2 separate regions of the Mus musculus genome follow, and region 1 is linked to region 2. The links are chromatin contacts, called in public promoter capture Hi-C maps. All regions are on one chromosome and are shown on one strand. Each heading gives the region's core, a stretch centred on a gene start, on an enhancer-like site or on the middle of the called end of the contact. The rest is flanking DNA. Distances are from core to core; before and after follow the strand shown.

Region 1 (2,700 bases), core at 119-2,618, 58 kb before region 2:
AATCCCCAGTAAGCTAAGGCTCCCCGGAGTCTTTTTTGTTTTGTTTTGTTTTTTGTTTTTTGAGACAGGATTTCTCTGTATAGTCCTAGCTGTCCTGGAACTCACTTTGTAGACCAGGCTGGCCTTGAACTCAGAAATCTGCCTGCCTCTGCCTCCCAAGTGCTGGGATTAAAGGCGTGCACCACCACTGCCCGGCGGCTCCCTGGAGTCTTACAGGTATCTGATGCTGTCTTCTAGTTTGGCTGAAAACAGCAACAGTATACCCATATATATGAAATAAATAAGTAAATCTTAAAAAAAAAGTGTATAGAACAGCGGGTGTGAGTGCTGAGCAGGTGTGAGTGCTGAGCAGGTGTGAGTGTCCATCAGCAGGCGTGAGTGTCCATCAGCAGGTGTGAGCGTCCATCAGCAGGTGTGAGCGTCCATCAGCAGGTGTGAGCGTCCATCAGCAGGTGTGAGTGCCCATCAGCAGGTGTGAGTATCCATCAGCAGGTGTGAGTGCTGAGCAGGTGTGAGTGCTGAGCAGGTGTGAGTGTCCATCAGCAGGTGTGAGTGCTCCCCTGGTTTATGTGCTGAATGGGTACTTGTATTGAGCAGCAGCTGTGTGTTGAGTGACAGATTTAAGTACTGAGCAGGTTTGAGCACTGAGTAAGCCAGGTCCTGTGTTGCTCTGGGTTCACACCAGCCAGCAGTTTCCCCTCTGCTCTGCCTGTGGGTGCTAGGCCTGATTCTGTGCACTGTGTACTGACATACTAGCACTTACCAGCCTCACAGGAGTGGCCATCCACATGGCTGCACCTCACAACACCATGGAGACAGGAAGCAGCATGTCCATCAGTACTGAGGCTCTGACTGATTAAAGCGCTTGCCCAGACTCACAGCTCCAACCGAGCAGCCTGAGAGCTGTGGCAGACTGAGTGAACTAAGTAGGGTGTGAATGAATGGAGTAGGGTGTGAATAAATGGGGGGTATGGTGGACCCTTCTCCTTTGCTTTTGCTGTTGTTCAATTTGGGTTTTCCCTTTGTGGGTTTTTCCTTCTTTTCTTTTTTTCCTTTTCTTTCTTTCTTCCTTCCTTTCTTTTTCTTTTTTTTTAGATGAAGTCTCACTATTGTAGCCCAGGTTGGCCTGGAGATAGAGATCTTCCTGCCTCTGCCTTCCAAGCATGCAGACAGATGGGAGCTGCACAGTCCTTGTTAGAGCAGAGCAGATATCACTCCCCTCTCTTGTCCTTCCTCTTCCTCCCTCCCTTCCTCCCTCCCTCCCTCCGTCCCTCCCTCCCTTCCTCCTGTCTTCCTGCTCTCTCTTTCTAGGGCCTTAAATTCAAAGTCCACACATGTGAATTATCTACTACAGTGTCTGGCTCTAGTAAATTATTAATAAAGTTTTAAAAATGAGGTGTCGCTTCCTCCTCTGCTGCTCGCTCTTCCCTGGGTCTATACTGTGTCCCCAACCACCTGCTGATGGCATCCACAGATCTCCTGTCTTCTTCTTGCTGGGGCTGAGATGAGATTGGGGGTTCTCCGACCTGCCCTCCCAGGGCTGCAGTCACCCCCTCATGGCAGCCCAGCCGTTGGCTGCTCCTGGCCCCAAGGGGAGTTTCCTACAAGAGGCCATTAGCTCTCCACTCCCATTTTATCTGTGTCCTATGAGCTCGGTTCAGATTTGACCTCCCTGAGGTCAGCTGGCTCGGCATCCTGCTCCGCAGTGTCCAGGGCTGGCTCACCAGCGTTATTTGAGAAGACAGAAAAGTCCAGATTTCTGGATTCCTCACCAAAGCCTGGAATCCCATGAGCCTGTGCACAGTATTCCGTTATATAAGAACTGATGCTTCCTACTTTATGGCTACACTATATCACTTTAGTATTGTGACAAAACAGACATAAAGCCACCATTCTAGTCATTTTGTGGTACACGATACACTGGATGCGTTGACATTAGGAGCCTTCTGAGCACCCACAGACTTAACTGAGTACGTAGCTGGTGCCCCTCCCCCACGCTCAGTGTCTGGAAACTGCTGACCTCTCCCCATGGCTTGCAGGCTTTTGGACTCCTATTAAAGATTTATTTATTTTATGTATAAGAGTACACTGTCGCTGTCTTCAGACACACCAGAAGAGGGCATCGGATCTCATTACAGATGGTTGTGAGCCACCATGTGGTTGCTGGGGATTGAACTCAGGACCTCTGGAAGAGCAGCCAGTGCTCTTAACCACTGAGCCATCTCTCCAGCCCTGGGCATCTTCTATTAAAGGAATGGCTACATAGCCTTCCCAGTCTGGCTTCTTTCACTCAGCATGACTTGAGGCCCTGTCATAGTTTAGTGCATGTGACAGTTGGTTTTAATTATCAGTCCTACAAGCTCTAGAACAGCTGTTCTCAGCCCATGGGTCCTGACCCCTTCGGGAGGGTCACATATCAGATATCTTGCATATCAGCTATCTACATTACGATTCATAACAGAAGCAGAATTACAGTTATGAAGTAGCAACAACATAACTTTATGGTTGGGGGGTCACCACAACATGAGGAACTGTATTAAAGGGTCTCAACATTAGGAGGGAAGGCTGAGACCCACTGATCTAGAACCAGCAAGGACGAGAGCTTCCGTGAAGGATTGTCCAGGTGAGGGAACGTCTGTGGGCGGCTTGTCTGAGGAGGACAGACCCAGTCTGGATGGTGCTATTTCCTCGTTTGGGGTT
Region 2 (2,700 bases), core at 192-2,691:
CAGGACTGCAACTCAGAGAGCCTTGGAACCTCCTGGAAAGCTACCCCCCACCCCAATTCCTCCTGTAACACTGCTTCCTTCTTTGCTCAGCCTCTAACCTTGACAAGGCCCATCCTGCTCGATGACATCAGAAACACCCTCAACTCCAGACTCCACGCTGGCCTGGACAGCAGCTGCTGGCAAGGTCCCCCATCATGGCGGACAGTAGCTGAAGACACTGGGGCTCAAGGATCAGAGGGACAGATGCAGGCAGGAACCCAGGAGTGTGCCTGAAAAGCGCTTTGGGAGTCTGCCCAGCCCTCAGAGCCAAGTGTTTGATTAAAGCAAATGTCTGAGCTGGCCTCCCAGCCCCATAGTCACAGCACGGCAGGTGGGAGCCCAGTGTGAACTGAGGAACTGAGTGGGCCACAGGGGAAGGGTCCCACCCTACCATGCAGTTGCTGAATCCAGGGTGTGTGGGTGGGGCATTGTCATTAGTCACCGGAAGAACTGCACTGAGTAGTGGCCCTGGAATGGGCAGTGACCACACCTTGGCCAGAGCACCCGTGGTCAGCATCCAGAGGGAGTCTGGTAAAAGGAGGAGGCTATGGAGATGAGGTATCTACAGCCCCTGCAGACACACACTCACTGCGGTGGTGCCGGCCGGTAAGAACAGCACCCAGCCGTGGACTCAGCGGAAGAGAAGTCATGGTGTGTGGTTAGGGGTGGTGGTGACAGACAACCCTGTCCTTCCTGAGGGTGCCAGTGTGGGAGGAAGGCCTCATTACCTGCCCTACACCTTTGCCAAGTCTACACCTAGCTAACTCGATGCCTTATCTCCCAGCCACCTTGACAGCCACTGGGGAGGTAGGTATGATCATACTCCGCCATTTAGAAGGGCAGGCCCTGTGGCTTTATGTCTGGATGGGCAGCCAACTCTGGAAAGTATGACCAGCCATGAGGCCGCATGGTGAGAGAGACAGAACATACCACTGTTGTCACAGACTGAGTGTGTTGCTGGAGCTGTCGCCCGAGAGGGACCTGCTTAGCCATGAGTTCTAAACCTTGAACCCCTCAGAACCAAGAATTCCTGCCCAGTTTCATGTCTCCCGAGGCTCCTAAGGAGGGGTATATCATATACCAGAACACCTCATCTGCCTACAGAAGGGACTGGGTGTCCATGACCCTCCAAGCCCTCTCAGCAGTGAGGATGCTGCCTCTGTAAGCCCACCGTCTCTGGAGGGAGACCAAGGCAGGGCCACCATCAGGGTTCTCAAGAGTGGGCCTCCATGTCTCCACCGGGAACCTCCAGTGTCTGAGCCCGCGGTTGACCCGTGATGATGCTCTCTGTGCTGCAAGGGTGGCGCCCGCCACTCTTCATCAGACCACATCCTGTTTGCGTTGTCTCTTTGTCCTTTGGCCCACGGTGCCCCTTCCTTCACCACCAGCAGCCCCAAAGGAATCCTGGGGCTAGGAATGCATAGCAATCAGGCAGGCTGGGGCTCGCCTCTCCAGGGAGCTTTATAAAGCGGGGGAACCCCAGAGCCATGCCTGCTGGACCGGGACCTGAGCAGCTCTGCCTGACAACTGGGGTCCAGGGACTCACCTGCCCTTCTTAGAGCAGCCCTCAGCACAGTGAGTACAGCAAGGGACGGGAGGCCAGGCTCTCCAGGTGAGCTGGGTGCAGGCGGGTACAGCCAGCACCACGAGCCACACACCAGGAAGGGCGGGTGTGTGGGAGACCCGCAGCTTCATCCTCAGCTCAAGTTCCACCAGAGCCAGCCGGCCCTAGATGCCAGCCAGGAAGTATTAATCTCTGGGGATAAAGACCATTCCTGGTCCTCCCCTTCTATGGGGAGAAGGGAATGAGACTTGTCTGTCCCATGTGGGGGGCCCTGCCCTCTCCACCCGTGCCTGAGGAAGCCCCTTTAGCAGCAGCAGACTGGAGGCTACTCCAGGCCCTGGGGACTAGGGGGCTTAGCAAGCTGGATTTGGGTAGAAAGCAGGGCTGCTTTTGTTGTTGTTTTTGAAGCTTTCTGGCTGCGCTCACTTCTTTGAAATGTTTTCAAGGGAGCTGTTTCTGGAAAGAAGTCGTCCCCCCTGTCCCCCCCCCTCCCCCCTCCGTCCCCCGCCACTTCCAGCTTCAGGGGCTTCCTCAGAGGATGAGCCAGCTCGGCTCAGCTCACCCATGGTCACTGCAAACACAAGCATCCTCTGTGAGGGAAGGGAACAGTTCCCACCAAGGGATGTGGGGGGGGGGACCTCGAGACAATGAGACAGGTATGGGGGCACAGAGTAATGAGGCTACCTTGAATTCAGCTCTCTTTCTTATAAAGCTGTAGGACCTAGGGCAAACCCTGAGGCTCTCTGTGCCTGAGGTCCTAGGGGGGGTGGCCCCGGGGTTGGTGGGCTGGATGGCTATCATCAGGAAGCAATCATTTCCCTAGAGACTGGCACAGGGAGAAACCACACTGACATTAGAGCCCAGAGCTGTGTGGTGGGGCAGCGTTTGCTGTAGACAGACTTACTGTACAGAGAAACCCATTCACCAGAGCCTGTCCTGCCCAGTGGGAGCTCAGTGGGTGCTGGCTGTCCCCAGCCTTGCCTCTAGCTCCTCCCCAGGTAGGAGTTTGACTTACACAAGGGCCACCAGGCCCATTTCCCCCTCCCAAGAGCAACTTGTTCCTGAATTAGGGAGACAGTGGGGTTTCCCAGCAGAGC

What was found. Promoter capture Hi-C pulls out the DNA fragments that hold promoters and counts their contacts.
Region 1: a promoter capture Hi-C map of liver shows a contact between it and region 2, with 4 times the contacts expected there. The contact joins the enhancer-like site here to the promoter of Qrfp in region 2. A contact is called at or near these places in 12 of 39 promoter capture datasets (the 3T3-L1 cell line, the C10 cell line, embryonic stem cells and 7 more), 2 of 15 datasets of contacts at CTCF or cohesin (the NIH/3T3 cell line and large pre-B cells), 20 of 484 Hi-C or Micro-C datasets (B cells, CD4 T cells, CD8 T cells and 15 more), 4 of 115 datasets of contacts at active chromatin or transcription factors (T-cell acute lymphoblastic leukemia, embryonic stem cells and large pre-B cells) and 2 of 9 other capture datasets (adipose tissue and macrophages).

Annotation. Positions count from the first base shown.
Region 1 is chr2:31,867,654-31,870,353 of GRCm38.p6, reverse strand. No RefSeq gene overlaps it. Among named protein-coding and RNA genes, the nearest start is that of Lamc3, 18 kb to the left of the region's middle. Within about 2 kb of position 1,368, at least 14 of the 459 cell types and tissues checked have an H3K27ac peak or open chromatin away from gene starts, as enhancers often do. A contact at or near this core is called in liver, where this site is marked.
Region 2 is chr2:31,809,321-31,812,020 of GRCm38.p6, reverse strand. It overlaps Qrfp (pyroglutamylated RFamide peptide), which reads left to right and starts at 1,441. Exons shown (of 2, transcript NM_183424.4): 1 at 1,441-1,614.